3 separate regions of the Mus musculus genome follow, and regions 1 and 3 are each linked to region 2. The links are chromatin contacts, called in public HiChIP or PLAC-seq and promoter capture Hi-C maps. All regions are on one chromosome and are shown on one strand. The core of a region is the stretch at or near the end of the contact, and the rest is flanking DNA. Distances in the headings are between cores, read along the strand shown. Region 1 holds the start of Flt1 (FMS-like tyrosine kinase 1). Region 2 holds the start of Cdx2 (caudal type homeobox 2). Region 3 overlaps Gm35592 (a long non-coding RNA gene).

Evidence for each region. Promoter capture Hi-C pulls out the DNA fragments that hold promoters and counts their contacts. HiChIP or PLAC-seq counts read pairs in DNA pulled down with a chosen protein or histone mark.
Region 1: a contact with region 2 is called in a promoter capture Hi-C map of embryonic stem cells, with 37 read pairs. The contact joins the promoter of Flt1 here to the promoter of Cdx2 in region 2. A contact is called at or near these places in 11 of 39 promoter capture datasets (cranial neural crest, embryonic stem cells, frontonasal cranial neural crest and 5 more), 16 of 484 Hi-C or Micro-C datasets (B cells, embryonic stem cells and stem cell-derived epiblast-like cells), 10 of 115 datasets of contacts at active chromatin or transcription factors (embryonic hindbrain, embryonic midbrain, embryonic stem cells and 2 more) and 1 of 9 other capture datasets (embryonic stem cells).
Region 3: a contact with region 2 is called in an H3K27ac HiChIP or PLAC-seq map of large pre-B cells, with 4 times the contacts expected there. The contact joins the enhancer-like site here to the promoter of Cdx2 in region 2. A contact is called at or near these places in 5 of 39 promoter capture datasets (the C10 cell line, cranial neural crest, hippocampal neurons and 2 more), 1 of 484 Hi-C or Micro-C datasets (embryonic stem cells) and 1 of 115 datasets of contacts at active chromatin or transcription factors (large pre-B cells).

What each region holds. Positions count from the first base shown.
Region 1 is chr5:147,724,588-147,728,885 of GRCm38.p6, forward strand. Flt1 (FMS-like tyrosine kinase 1) reads right to left here and starts at 1,424. Exons shown (of 30, transcript NM_010228.4): 1 at 1,084-1,424. The coding sequence starts at 1,147.
Region 2 is chr5:147,304,776-147,309,095 of GRCm38.p6, forward strand. Cdx2 (caudal type homeobox 2) reads right to left here and starts at 2,474. Exons shown (of 3, transcript NM_007673.3): 1 at 1,670-2,474. The coding sequence starts at 2,207.
Region 3 is chr5:147,757,602-147,761,378 of GRCm38.p6, forward strand. It overlaps Gm35592 (a long non-coding RNA gene), which reads right to left. Exons shown (of 3, transcript XR_377219.4): 2 at 3,714-3,777; 3 at 3,425-3,568. Among named protein-coding and RNA genes, the nearest start is that of Gm35592, 5.6 kb to the right of the region's middle. Within about 2 kb of position 1,255, at least 97 of the 459 cell types and tissues checked have an H3K27ac peak or open chromatin away from gene starts, as enhancers often do.

The sequences.
Region 1 (4,298 bases), core at 174-2,673, 420 kb after region 2:
ACTACTATTCTACCTGACTCTTTAGTCTCTATCTTCTTTCCCAACCACGCTGGTTTAAATAAAGACGCTCTGGTATGCGTCTCTGCGCAAAGGGACCTCCCGCCTGCAGACCTGGAGTTAGAGTTCCCGAGGTCCCTCCAGCTTTTTGACCCTTGGATGACGACGGTCTCCACATTAAATGCTCCTAAAATCTGCCGGCCCCTGATCGGTCGCCCCCCCCCCCCCGCCCCGCGCTTTTCATATCCTAGAGAACGCTGATTTAGGAGGTCGCAAACTTCACCTACTACTTAAACCACAGCTTTCAGTCTAAATTGTCAGGTGGTTTTGTTTTTTTGTTTTTTCTTCTAGATTCATAACCTAAAGGTAGGGCTTAAAATTCCAAAACTTGCTGCCGGGTCGCTTTGGGTCACTCACTCACTCCGAGGACCTGGACCGCACACCCGCCCCACACCGCGGAGGCCCCACCCGGGAGACGGCGCTCCGCGAACTGCTGGGAAGAAACCCTGCAGACTGTGCGTTCCCCAGCTTCCTCCGGACGGACCCAAGCGGGTACGGGAGTCAGAGCTGGCCCTTCTCTGGGCTCCATCTGCTCGCCGCGGGCACGGGACCCCTCCCAATTTCGTCCTCCTTTGCTCTGGTGGAGCGAGCTCATCGCTAACGACCCCACCTCTGTCCAGCCCCGGGCAGCCTCTCTGACATCTAGCTTGCTCCAACTAGCCCTTGAGGACTCTGCTGCAGCCTAGGAGCAGGCTCTGGATGCTGAAAGGTCCACCCGTGTGGTGATCTGCACTCCCAGAGTCTAAGGAGTGAGCGCCTACCCGGGAACCCGGTAGGGGACTAGCGGCTCCGGCTACACCCGGCAGGCACTCTGGCTCTGACCCCAGCGTGGAGCTAAGGAGAGTCTAAGCGGTGATGCCAACTTCCAGCGGCGCCCACTTGGGGGGTGGAGGGGAAGACGTGTGTCCCGAGGCGTACCCGCTGCTACAAGTGTCCCCGGCTCCCGCCGGAGCTCGCTTCCCCCGGACCACCCCGTGGCTGCCCATCCCCGCCGAACTCCAACTCATGGTCCCTGGCGCGCCTCACCTGTGAGAAGCAGACACCCGAGCAGCGCGTAAGGCAAGACCGCGGTGTCCCAGCAGCTGACCATGGTGAGCAAGACGCGGCCTGTTGGCCCGGTGCCCGCGCTCTCCGAGGCCGACGGCGCAGCCGCTCGAGCCGGTCCCCTCCTGCTTCTGCTTGGCGCCGCGAGAGCCCTTCTCCGCGCCTGCAGCCGAGGGGGGTGGTGTGGGGGGATCCTCGCCGTCCCGCGTCCGCTAGCCGCTGCGCTTGAGTCCCGGAGCCCGCTCCGAGCAGCAGCCACCACCACTAGCACTACCTCCCGGGAGTGTCCGCCACCGCGCTCCGAGCCTCTCAAGGACCTCGCTGAAGTGCAGCCGAGGGCGGGGGCGATTTATAACCTTTCCCCAGCCCACTTCCTACCCCGGCACCTCCTTCCAGTGACGTCAAGGGGTCCCCCACCCCTCATCCGCCTCCCCACCTACCCTCTTCTTCCTCCCGGAGGGGCGGGGGCCGGCGAGGGCGGGTAGCCCGGGGGCCAGAGCGCGCGTGCGGTGGCGCTAGGCGCGCGGGTCGCCGGACAGGTTCGCAGGTTCAGGGTCCTTGCTCTGTGCTCTGCTGCCCCAGCCCCTCCTGCCCATCGCTCTCAGGAAATCCTTACCCAGCTCCCTCCACCGAGCTTACTCAGCTCTGGTGACCGCCCGAAACTGAGGAGGGGACCGTCTAAGTGCACCGCCCTGCCCCCGGGGCGGGAAGTCTTATCCTAGGGAAGCTGGCCGCGCCTCCCGCGACGGTGTCCCTGGCACCGAGGAACGAGGCGCAGTCGAGCCCTCTCCCGAGCGGTCCCGCCGGTCCCTGACCCCGCCAGACTGTTGCCAGACAGCGAAGGAAGGCGCCAGAGACCCTCCGCTTAAGGCACTTGGACCCGGAGCGTCCGAGGGAACCGGACGCCTTGCCAGGCACCTTCGGAAAGAGCGCGGGGCCGCGCGGGTCCCAAGGGAGGGAGTCTGTGTCTTTTTCGGCTGCATTAATGCACCCGCCCAAGCCATTTCCTCAACCCTCTGCTTCCTAGAAGCAAAACAAGGAATAACATGTTACCTTAAAAAAAAAAAAAAAAAAAAAAAAAAAAGCCAAGGCGTGAGACACGCTCCTGCAACTTGTAAGGGCCAAGAACTTGAACTCTAGGTCTGAAACGCTGGATGGAAAACAAATCTTTTTGGTGGAAGCCGGCTAGCCAAGATGACTGACTCGAATGTTCTTGGAACAAAAAACGGGTGAAATTAACTTGAGACACTAGATCATTTACGATGACACTAATTCCACGTTGTTCCTCAATTATGCATCCATTAACTGGAAGGCTGAAGTCGTCCCGGCCTCCCCGGAGCAGCCCAGTCTTGTCCCTGTAAATACTGCAGGTTTGAAAAATAGCCTCAATAGAACCTGCCAGATACCCGTGATAAAATGGCTCCTAAATGGGACCAGAGGCTTTTCCTGAAGGACTAGACTAAACCTCCGGTAGGGAAGGTTGCGCAACCTGAGTTGCCTCATTCCTAAGAGAGTCTGGGCCACCACCACCCGCAGCTCTACTAGGGCACCGGGAGCCTCTGAGCCAGGGCAAGTGAGATTCCTTTTCTCCTTCATGGTCTAGCAGAAGGGAAAGACCGCTGTGAGCCTAAGCTCACCTGCGGACTTCCCCAGCCAATTCTGATTTCTCTACAAGCTTCCACTAGGGTCAGTATTCCTGCCCTCTGCCTCCGGCGCCTCAAATTGCTCTCCAATCAGGAATCATGCAGGATGGCCCGCACTAGGTAGTTATAATTCTCCCAGCTGAATCTCCGGCCTCAGACGGTCTTGACACACCCACACGGTCAAACTGTCCCTGTCTCCCCTAAGAGCTATCCTAACGCCCACGCATCTTTTAAGAGGTCTGCTCAGCCCCTTTAAGCAATGGCAGGTGTTTGGGCTGGGGAGAGCTTGCCAATTGGAAACCCATCGCCACTGAGGCTGGAGGTGCTGCGCTGAGCAGGCCGACAGAAACCAAGACACACAACGTGAAGGAGGTGTACGATTCTAGAGGGGTATGAAGCCCACCATGAGCACAGAAACACGGGCATGGCTTATTGTAGGGGAAGACCAGCGAGGGGAACTACCAACTTGGGGGAAGTGTTGCATGTACAGTCCCCAAAGGTTTAGTTTAATGCGTTGTTTTCAAAAGGCATTTTGATGTCTTTAAATACTCAAGGAGATCCTTATGAGTTTGTTGCCAGAAATGATCCCACAATGACTTTATGGGATCATGAAGCCAGACAGGTATTTGACCGACAGCCAAAACCATCTATAACTTAAGCTGTGCATTAACAATGCTAAAATATCGCTCAATTATCTAAGATTAATGGCCTCGTAATTGAAGTAGCTAAGGTTTATATGCTGTGGCTTTCGATACGTTTCTCCAACTCTTTTGAAAAGCCCCAGACTTTTAATTTACAGCCAACAACTTCCACACCAATATTTCTTTTGTAGGTTGCATTGGTTGTTATTGTTATTTTTGTTATTAAGAATTTTAAAATGATACAAACTGTTTCATTGGACATTTCAACTTCACTTTGATATGGACAATAAAGGGCTAAGACCCTTTCCCCAGAAGTGGTAACAGAGTTGAATAATGGGCTACATACAGTAGGACTCTTCGAACCAAATCAGTCATGAAAGAGGTTTTCTAGATACCATTGATGGGAAAGATCAAATTCAACACGCTAGGTATGTGTGAAAGGCTATTTGCAGTGGATTATCTGCTTGCTTCCTGCCCATGTACAAAAGAACGTTTCATCTCCTGCTTGCCTAGCAAAACCAGACACTCTCTCCTCTTATCAGCCACATTCTCTCGAAGTTTCTCTCTTGCCCCCATTCAGGAACACACTGTTGTCCAGCCAGTGACTTAAATATTCAAGACTGAATAAGTTGGAGCATCAATAAGAGTGACAGGAGGGGAACCCAGAGCTGATCTACAGGAGGAAGAGGAAGAGGAAGAAGAGGAGGAGGAGGAGAAGGGGGAAGAGGAAGCAGAGTGACATTAAGCTTGGTTGTTGAAGAAAAATCCTTGTTGACACACAACACAGAACTTGTTTACACGAAGCTGATGATCTTGTCAAATCCTTATGCATTGTTGGAAGAAAAACAAGCAAACAAGCCTCCTATGACATCTTGGGACACTGAGGCTCCTTGGCGAGTGCCCCAGACCTGTT
Region 2 (4,320 bases), core at 1,224-3,723:
AGGAACGCAAAGATGGTCCGTGAGCCCTGCGGTCCGCTCCCCAAGGGCTTGCAGGCGCCCCGCACCCCCTGGGAACCAAGGAGGGGGGCTGGAAGAGGGGAGGGATGAGAAGGAGTTGTCAGAATTCATTATTGACTGCGAAAGTCACCACCCTCTTTCCGGGCCCTAAAAGAGACAATGGCAGGGCTGAAAGGTGTACATCAAAGCCGGCCGGGCGGCGTACACGCCTCTGCCCCTTGACAGATGACGCTCTGCAGAAGAGTCGGGCTCCGGCACTGCGGGCCACAGCTTCCCTACATTAACATCACAAGGGCGCCCGGCGCCGACAGCGGTCTTGCCACCTCGGCGCGGGACTTCACAGCGACCTCTCATCTGCTGACCCCGCGGCCTGGGCTCCTGAGGTTCTCCTCCCCCTCCCAGGACCCTAGTCTCGGACCACCCACCCCCTGAACGCAAAAGTTCTTTCGGAGGGCTAAGACCCCTACCGGCGATCCTCCGCTCACTACCTTTCAGGCAGGCTTGGGAAAGTAGGGTTTATGCGGAGAACCGGTTTAGGAGTAAGTCCTCCTGGAAATGACAATGTCAAAGCCCACTGGAGGCTAATCTGGAGACTTCACTCCGGCAGCATTGCCCACCAAGATGTTGACGGGGTGTGCGCAGTGACGCAGAAGTGTCCAGCGACAGGCCCCCAAGTGCCGCTCTGATTTATACGGCTGTAATTGGCTATAAACCTCCTCAAAGTGGCCATAACCCGGGCATGTGGCCTGGCTGTGCCAACAAGGAGCAAATCCAGAGAAGCGGAAGCTCAAAGAGCTGGAGAAGGCTTCACGGAACAACAAAAAAGGGGGGACTCTTAGTACCACTCCCTGTCACACTTTGCTCACTTCCTTCCCACTCCTATACACATCCGGACATCAGAAAGGGCAAACAGAGCTTGTGAGTCCCACAGACCGGCAATCTCGGGTCTTTCGTGAAAAATCTCCCGAATCCAACACACAACACTCTCAGACACACGAGATTCTAGAAGGGAAGGGTCAGGAAGAAACCTTCTTAAGAAGCCGAGTCCGCTGTGATGCTAAGAGAGGATTTCTATGAGAGACTTTGCTTGGCAGAGAGAGGGAAGAGTCAGGGACCCTGGAGTTCCCCCACTTCCTCCGAGGCTTCTGGGGGGCTCCGCCTTCTCTCCAGGGGCGCACCGCGGCGTCTGTGCTCGCAGCAGCACCGACCCCTTCAGTAGACCCTAATGGCCAAACTGATCCTGGCGCAGCCTCCACACTCCCTGGCCCTTTCGGGGGGGTACCTCAGATGGAAGAAGAAAAGCAGGTAGCTAAGTTGAGTAGGCACGGCAAAGAGAATCCAAGCGGCCCGACCCTCTCGGCCAGGAACGGTGTAAGGAATGCGGGAGGCAGCCAACTCAAGGGCACGATTCAGCTCGCGGCGGGCGACAGTGCTTAGGACACTACCGGGAGCTTCCGAAGGCGTCCCGAGGTTGCCAATGGGGTACTGCCCTAAACAAACCTGGGGGAGCGAGACACAAATATACACTCCTGGGATGAATCCACCTGTATTTCCCCCTTTGCCCCTTCTCCTGTCCTGGCTAGGAGCTGGCAGACAGCCCGCGACAGCCCCAACGCACGCGGGACCTGGGGCGCGCCCCGGCACCGCTTACCTTGGCTTCCTAGGGACTGCTGCGCGGGCTTCCGCATCCACTCGCACAGGTTTCGCCGCTGGCCGCTGGGGGACAGCTGTTCGGCGGCGGCGGTGGCTGCGGGCCCCGGGGGGCCGAGGTTGAGCGTCTGCAGCAAGCCGGAGGCGCAGGACGGCGAGGCGGCCGGATGGTGCGGGTGATGATGCGGGTGATGGTGCGCGTGGTATTCGGCGGGGCTGCTGTAGCCCATAGCGGCGGCCGGGGAGCCACCATTGAGACCGTGGGCTACCGCGTTGGCTGCCGCAGCGCCCCCGGGTGCGTAGCCATTCCAGTCCTCGCGGAGAGGGGCGCCGTACGCGGTGGGCCAGGATGGCCCTGGGGACTGAGCGCTGTCCAAGTTCGCCGTAGCAGCCGCCGCGGCCGCCACGTGGTAACCACCGTAGTCCGGGTACTGCGGAGGACTGACAAAGTTCTGCGGAGCCAGGTTCAGGCCGCCGGAGTGGCGCACGGAGCTAGGATACATGCTCACGTCCTTGTCCAGAAGGTAGCTCACGTACATGGTGGCGAGGGACCCAGAGCAGACCTCACCATGCTGTCTGGGGACAAACGTTGAAGGCTGCCAGAGGCGCGAGGCGCAGGGGGCTAGAGATAAAGGTAGCTGGCTGCACCTCAGCCCACGGTGCTCCGTCGGCTCCTTGCAGAGCTTCTGCCTCCCGGGCAGTCCCTCCCTCCGTCCTGCCTCCTCCCCTCTCTTCCTTCTTTCCTCCCACCTCCTTGCCAGTAAGCTGTAGAGGCGGGGATGACCCGCCGCAGGTTGGCTCGCGGAGTCCCAGGCCAGCGGCCTTACGTGATTAACGAGTGTTTACAAGACTCTATTAGTAATGACACAGACACCAATGGCTGGAGACGTCGAGGCGCAGCGCGCTACGCACACAGTCCCCACCACCACCACCCCCAGAAACACGATTTGCATTTTAAAAGTTGGGGAGGGGGGCGCTCCTGAGAGGGCAGCGACCAGATCACAGCTGAATATTCAGGCCCTTCTTGCTAGCTACGAGCTTCCTCCTTCCAACCTGGGTGCACTTTAACCTCCAATCACAGGTTCAAAGACTGAAATGAAGAGACTTGCAAACGCCTTGGGAAGTCCAGAAAGGCAGGCTTGGTGGGAAGCTGGGTTTGGAAACGGGCGGGCGCAGCCTTTCGTACATTCTCAGGCAGAAGGTGGTCAAGAAAGGGGGGGGGGGGGAGGGAAGTCATTGCTTTGAAGAGCTTTCTGACCAACCCAGGAGGTAGGTGGCTTGTAGAGCTGCGGTGAAGGCTATTCCTTCCCGCTCTGAGAACCAGGAGGAGACTGACGGACGGACGGTCGGACAACCCTCAGCAATACATTTATTTCCTTGTCAAAGGAAACCACTCGGCCTCTACAAAAGAGAAAAGACGATTCTACCTCCAGGTTGCGCCCCCCACCCCAGGATTTGTCTTACAGTTAAGATTTAAGTTCAAGGAAAGCAATTCATTTTTAAAAACTATTACATTAAACAATCGAAACCCTCTTCAAAGCCAACAACTGGACCCACGATATGGAAGGCAGTAATTAGTGGATGGCTGGGATCCTGATATATTTCTCTCCCTTAAGCAAAATGCTAATTACACGACGTATTCGGTTTGAAACTTCCACAATTACACTTGTGTTTTTCCTGAGTGTATTTAAGAGTTTGTTTGTTTTGTTTTGTTTTAATCAAGGGAAGTATTTGTGCTGACACCTATCTAGTTATTCTTGTCTTATGTCATGCTTAAAACACTTTCTTCTGAGGAGAGATAGCTCAGCCAGAACACTGCCTGCTCTTGCGGAGGACCCATGTTCAATTCCCAGTACCCATTTGGTGGGCTCAAAACTCCAGAACTCCAGCCCAAGTAGATATGACACCCTCTTTTGGTGTCCAGCCACCATACGTGAGTGATACAGAGGCATACATGCAGTCAAAAACAGCCATACCCATAAATAATAATAAAATAAATATTAAAGCATTAAATTAGTTTAAAACAGCACTCTGTCCTTTATAAAGTGAAAGCTCTCTCTGCAGAAATTTGCTTTTCATCCCACGGAATGAATCCACCGTTGTCGCTATTCATTACTGCTACGGAAGAAAATACTTTTCTGAGCCAAGGCTGAGGTTGGAACCCTACAGGAGAACCTTTGGGTGTGGGAGAAAGCCAACCTTGGCCCTTTTCTCTTGAGACTTTGGTCTGTCTGCAAAGGCAGCTTGATGAGATTGGGGCTGCCACTTCAGACATGACGTTCCAAACTACCCAGGTCCTCGCTGGACAGTCGCGCTTTGCTGTAGCTGATGGTGTCTGCAACCCAAGGATGCTGACAATGCTCTCTCCTGCCTGGAGCCCTGCACTTGTGTGTCCATTCGTGTGTCCTTCTTGGGGGCACTTGTCCAGGCTCCTTTATCCCCTCAATTCCCACCTCTTGCATTTCTTACAGCTATGGAAACTTGCACATCCTCCTGACAGTCTGTGTTTTGTAAGAAGGGTTAAAACCGGGGTGGGGGTGGGGGGGTGGCTTGATCTTCAAGAGCTGTCCCTCAAGAAGCCAAGGACCCTTGTTGCTCCTCTTTAAAGCCCTCCCAGGTACCTTGCAGGAACAGCAAGGGTGTCATCTTACT
Region 3 (3,777 bases), core at 5-2,504, 450 kb after region 2:
AACAAAACAAAACAAAACAAAAATTGTACTTCAACGGCTGAGCATAGTGGAGCGTGCCTTTAATTCCAGCACTCAGGAGGCAAAAGTAGGCAGATCTCTGTGAATTTGAGGCCAGCCTGGTCTACATAGTGAGTTCCAGTACAGCCAGAGCTACAGAGTGAGACTTTGTCTCAGAAAAAAAAATATCTATGTCTATGTCTGTCTATATGTCTATGTCTATGTCTATGTCTATGTCTATGTCTATGTCTATGTCTATGTCTATGTCTATGTCTATGTCTATATATCCAGAAACCTGGTTTTAAAATTAACCTCATTATCATTTTTAAAAAGATTATTTTTATTTTACATGTGTGGGTGTTTTGCTTACATGTATGTCTGTGTACCATGTACATGCAATACCTATGCAGGCCAGAGAGGGCGTCAGATCCCCTGGAACTGGGGTCACGATTGTGAGCTGCCGTGTTAGGTGCTGGGAACTGAACCTGGTCTTCTGCAAGAGCAAGCATTGAGTGCTCTTAAATGCTGAGCCATCTCCCTCAGCCTCCTTATCACATCTTAATAGCTCGCTGCCTTTTGATAATTTACATGGAATCACTCTTCAGTGAACTTCCATCAAATTGCCCAGAAGCGAAACCAGAAGCCAGACTCCTCCTCCTGGTCGTTTGCTGGTGGCGTGGGAGGGCGTGGTCAGGCTACAAGGAGCAGCCTCCACAGCCTAGGAGGCTTTCTGAGGAATTCTTACTCATTCAGGAAACTCCCAGCCACAAACTTGGCCATGGAAGGTGCAGACCTTGTTGGAGGGTCTTCACAGTCAGCACGTGGCAAAAATCACTCAGGGTTCTGCTGCTTGGTCCTGAAGCAACCGATATTGGTCAGCACACAAATGCACGCATGTGCAGTGGGAAGCCTGGAGCCCCTCTGAATGGGACCTAATAAAGGACGGTTAATGAGTGAGAGATCACTGCTTAGCAGATAACATCTGTAGAAACGAAGCCCAGGCTGGGAGTTCTGTGCGCAGCAGCGGGAGATTCTCAAAGTGAAAGCAGCATCCCTGTTTCCTTCGCATCTCCAATCCAGCAAGCATCTACAGAACAAGCAGGTCGTGGAATATCCTGCTCCAGTTGAAATAGCCTACCACCACAAATCCCGGGAAGACTGTAGCGGGCTTCAGACAGACAGGACAATATGTCAGTTTGTATTCAGAGCCTTGATTACTTCACTTTCATTTCATCAAGTGAGCTCTTCCACAAGACATCCACCCTCCTCTTCCTCTTCTTCCTTCTCCTTTCTCTTTTAAACCATTTTCAGCAGTGCTAGCTATATTTATACTGTTGAGCAATCTTTCTCCCCTGTTAAACTGAAACTGACCCCATTAAACACCAACTCCCCGCTCCTCCCCCACCTCCCCGCCCCCCAGATCCTGCCCACCAATTCCAGGAAATGGATTCCTATAGGTAGCTCATAAGGGCAGATTTGTATAGGGTCTGCTTTTTTGTTACTTCCCCGTTTCCCTTAGCACAGTGTGTTGCAAGCTCATCCATATTATGTGGATGATTAATACTCCAAGGTATGTGTAACCCCGTTATCTATGGCACATGAGCTGCTTGGCTGTTCTAAGACAGCTACAGACATGGTATAGTAATAATTCTTTGAGCATCTATTTGGAATTGGGGGAGCGGGGAGGGTTAGACCAGGAAATAAAGGTGTAAGCCATAGGATAATTCTTTTAATTATTTGAAGGATCTCCATATTGGTTTTCCAAAATGGCTGCAACTTGATCCACTCTCACCATGGCACACGTACATCCCGATCTCGTCACGTCTTGACGGTGTTCGTTGTTTTCTATTTCCTTTCCTCTGCTCTTCTTTGCCATAGCCATCCTAATGGATGTGAGGTGCTACCCTGGTCCATTAGCCTGGATGCTAACTTGCTCCCAGAGTGGCTCATGCTCTAAGGGCCTTAAGCACAACCACTCTGAACAGGTACAATGGGATGGAGCTTTTCTTAACACATTTATGTAAGAGTATTAATGCTAAATTATGGATGCTTTCTGTCCTTGCGAGGTTGAGTCTACTAACAGCCCAAGGGAGGTACATTTCCTTTTTAGATAAAAAGTTTCCTGTTTCCATAGCTTTGCCCCGCCCCCTGCTGCTCCTCCTTCCTTGTTGGATGTACCTCTAGATTCCTTTGACCTGTCTCATGCTTCATGTGCCCCCTGAAGGTGAAAGTTCCCCCCCCCTTTTAATCAGCCCTTTTCTTTCATAGTACTGTCCATAGACAGCTGTAGCTATCTATGCCCTTGACTTTGATAGGACTAGCAGATTGAGTATCTCAATCCAGGTGGCACTTAAACATTCATGGGCCTTCCAGTCATGCTATAGGTAGCCTACTGCCTTCAAGTTCAAACTATACTTGGTCCCTTCCCCTTCCAAACTTGAAGTCCGAGTTCCTAGCTATGTGTTTGTCAAAGCCAGAGACCTGAGGATCAGCCTGTCACACAAGTATGACATCACTTTTCCACCCTGTCTTGAGTCAGCCTTTAGAGAGTCACATTCAGAGAGGCTCACAGCTGATGTGGGTGTACACACTCATACATGTATAAACCTTCATGCAGGATGGGATATACCTGGTGGGTAGACAATGGGATGAGGGGGCAAAGGGGGGGACAGTTTTCAGTTCAGGGGACATTTGGCAGTGTCTAGAGCCTGGGGTGGCACTATGGAGTGTTGCTAGCTTCCAGTGGGCTGAAGCTAGAGATGTTAAACAGCTTATGGGACTTGGGGTGACCTCTCCAATCCTGCCCCAATATGGTCCTAGACTTCTGCCACCCTGTGCCCCCAGGTTCCCCTTCACTGGAGACTGAGGCAAACCTTGTCTGCTCAGAGTTGCTTGTGGACCAGAGCCTTATGTACAGAAGCACCTCAGCATCTCCAGGGCACCCAGTCCCACCTTCTTCCCACTACCAAGGCAAAAGTGTGACTGACCGACATAAAGGTATAGAAGTCTGCATTCCTATAACATATACAAGTGACTGAGTGTGTGAGTGCTTTTAATCCCAGAACTTGGAAGGCAGAGGCAGGTGGATCTCTGAGTTCAAGGCCAGCCTGGTCCATAGAGTGAGTTCCAGGATAGCCAGGGCTACACAGAGAAAAAAAGAAAGAGAGAGAGAGAGAAAAAAGGATAGAAACATTAGCTTCTTTCAGGGACTTTAGCTTCTTTCAAGTTATTGTAGAAGTGGCAAGCTTAACTGGGTAGATGCAAAGTGCCTGAACAGGTAGACAAGGACTGGACCACAAAGACCAGTTCCCGTCACACCGCAAGTACTTGGTATCTGTTCATTGTTCCAAATGTTTGTTGAGGATTTTGACCAACAATCCTCTCCTCTAGGAATTGATGAATAAACAAGGAATACACAGAAACGCTGTTTTACCAGACAGCAGGTTAAATAAAGACGTTTATTTACTACTTAAGGAGACTGGTGTGACCGCTGTTTACAGACGCTGCCTTGGCTGCCCTATCAGGCCTTCCCTGAGGGCTATCTTGGAGACTGTGGTGTTTGAGTCAAATCCTGAAAGAGATGCAATCAACAGAAACTGAAAGGGAACATTCCCTGGGAGGAGAGAATAACTTGTGTAAATGCCCCCCACCCCCACCCCAGGCAGAATCAAAGATCAAAACCCCCCACCACACCCTCCCACAACCCCCCCACTCACCAGAGCATCCCAAAGAACAAAGGAGATCAGTAGGCTCTGGGCTTAGGAGTCAGAGGGCAAGGGG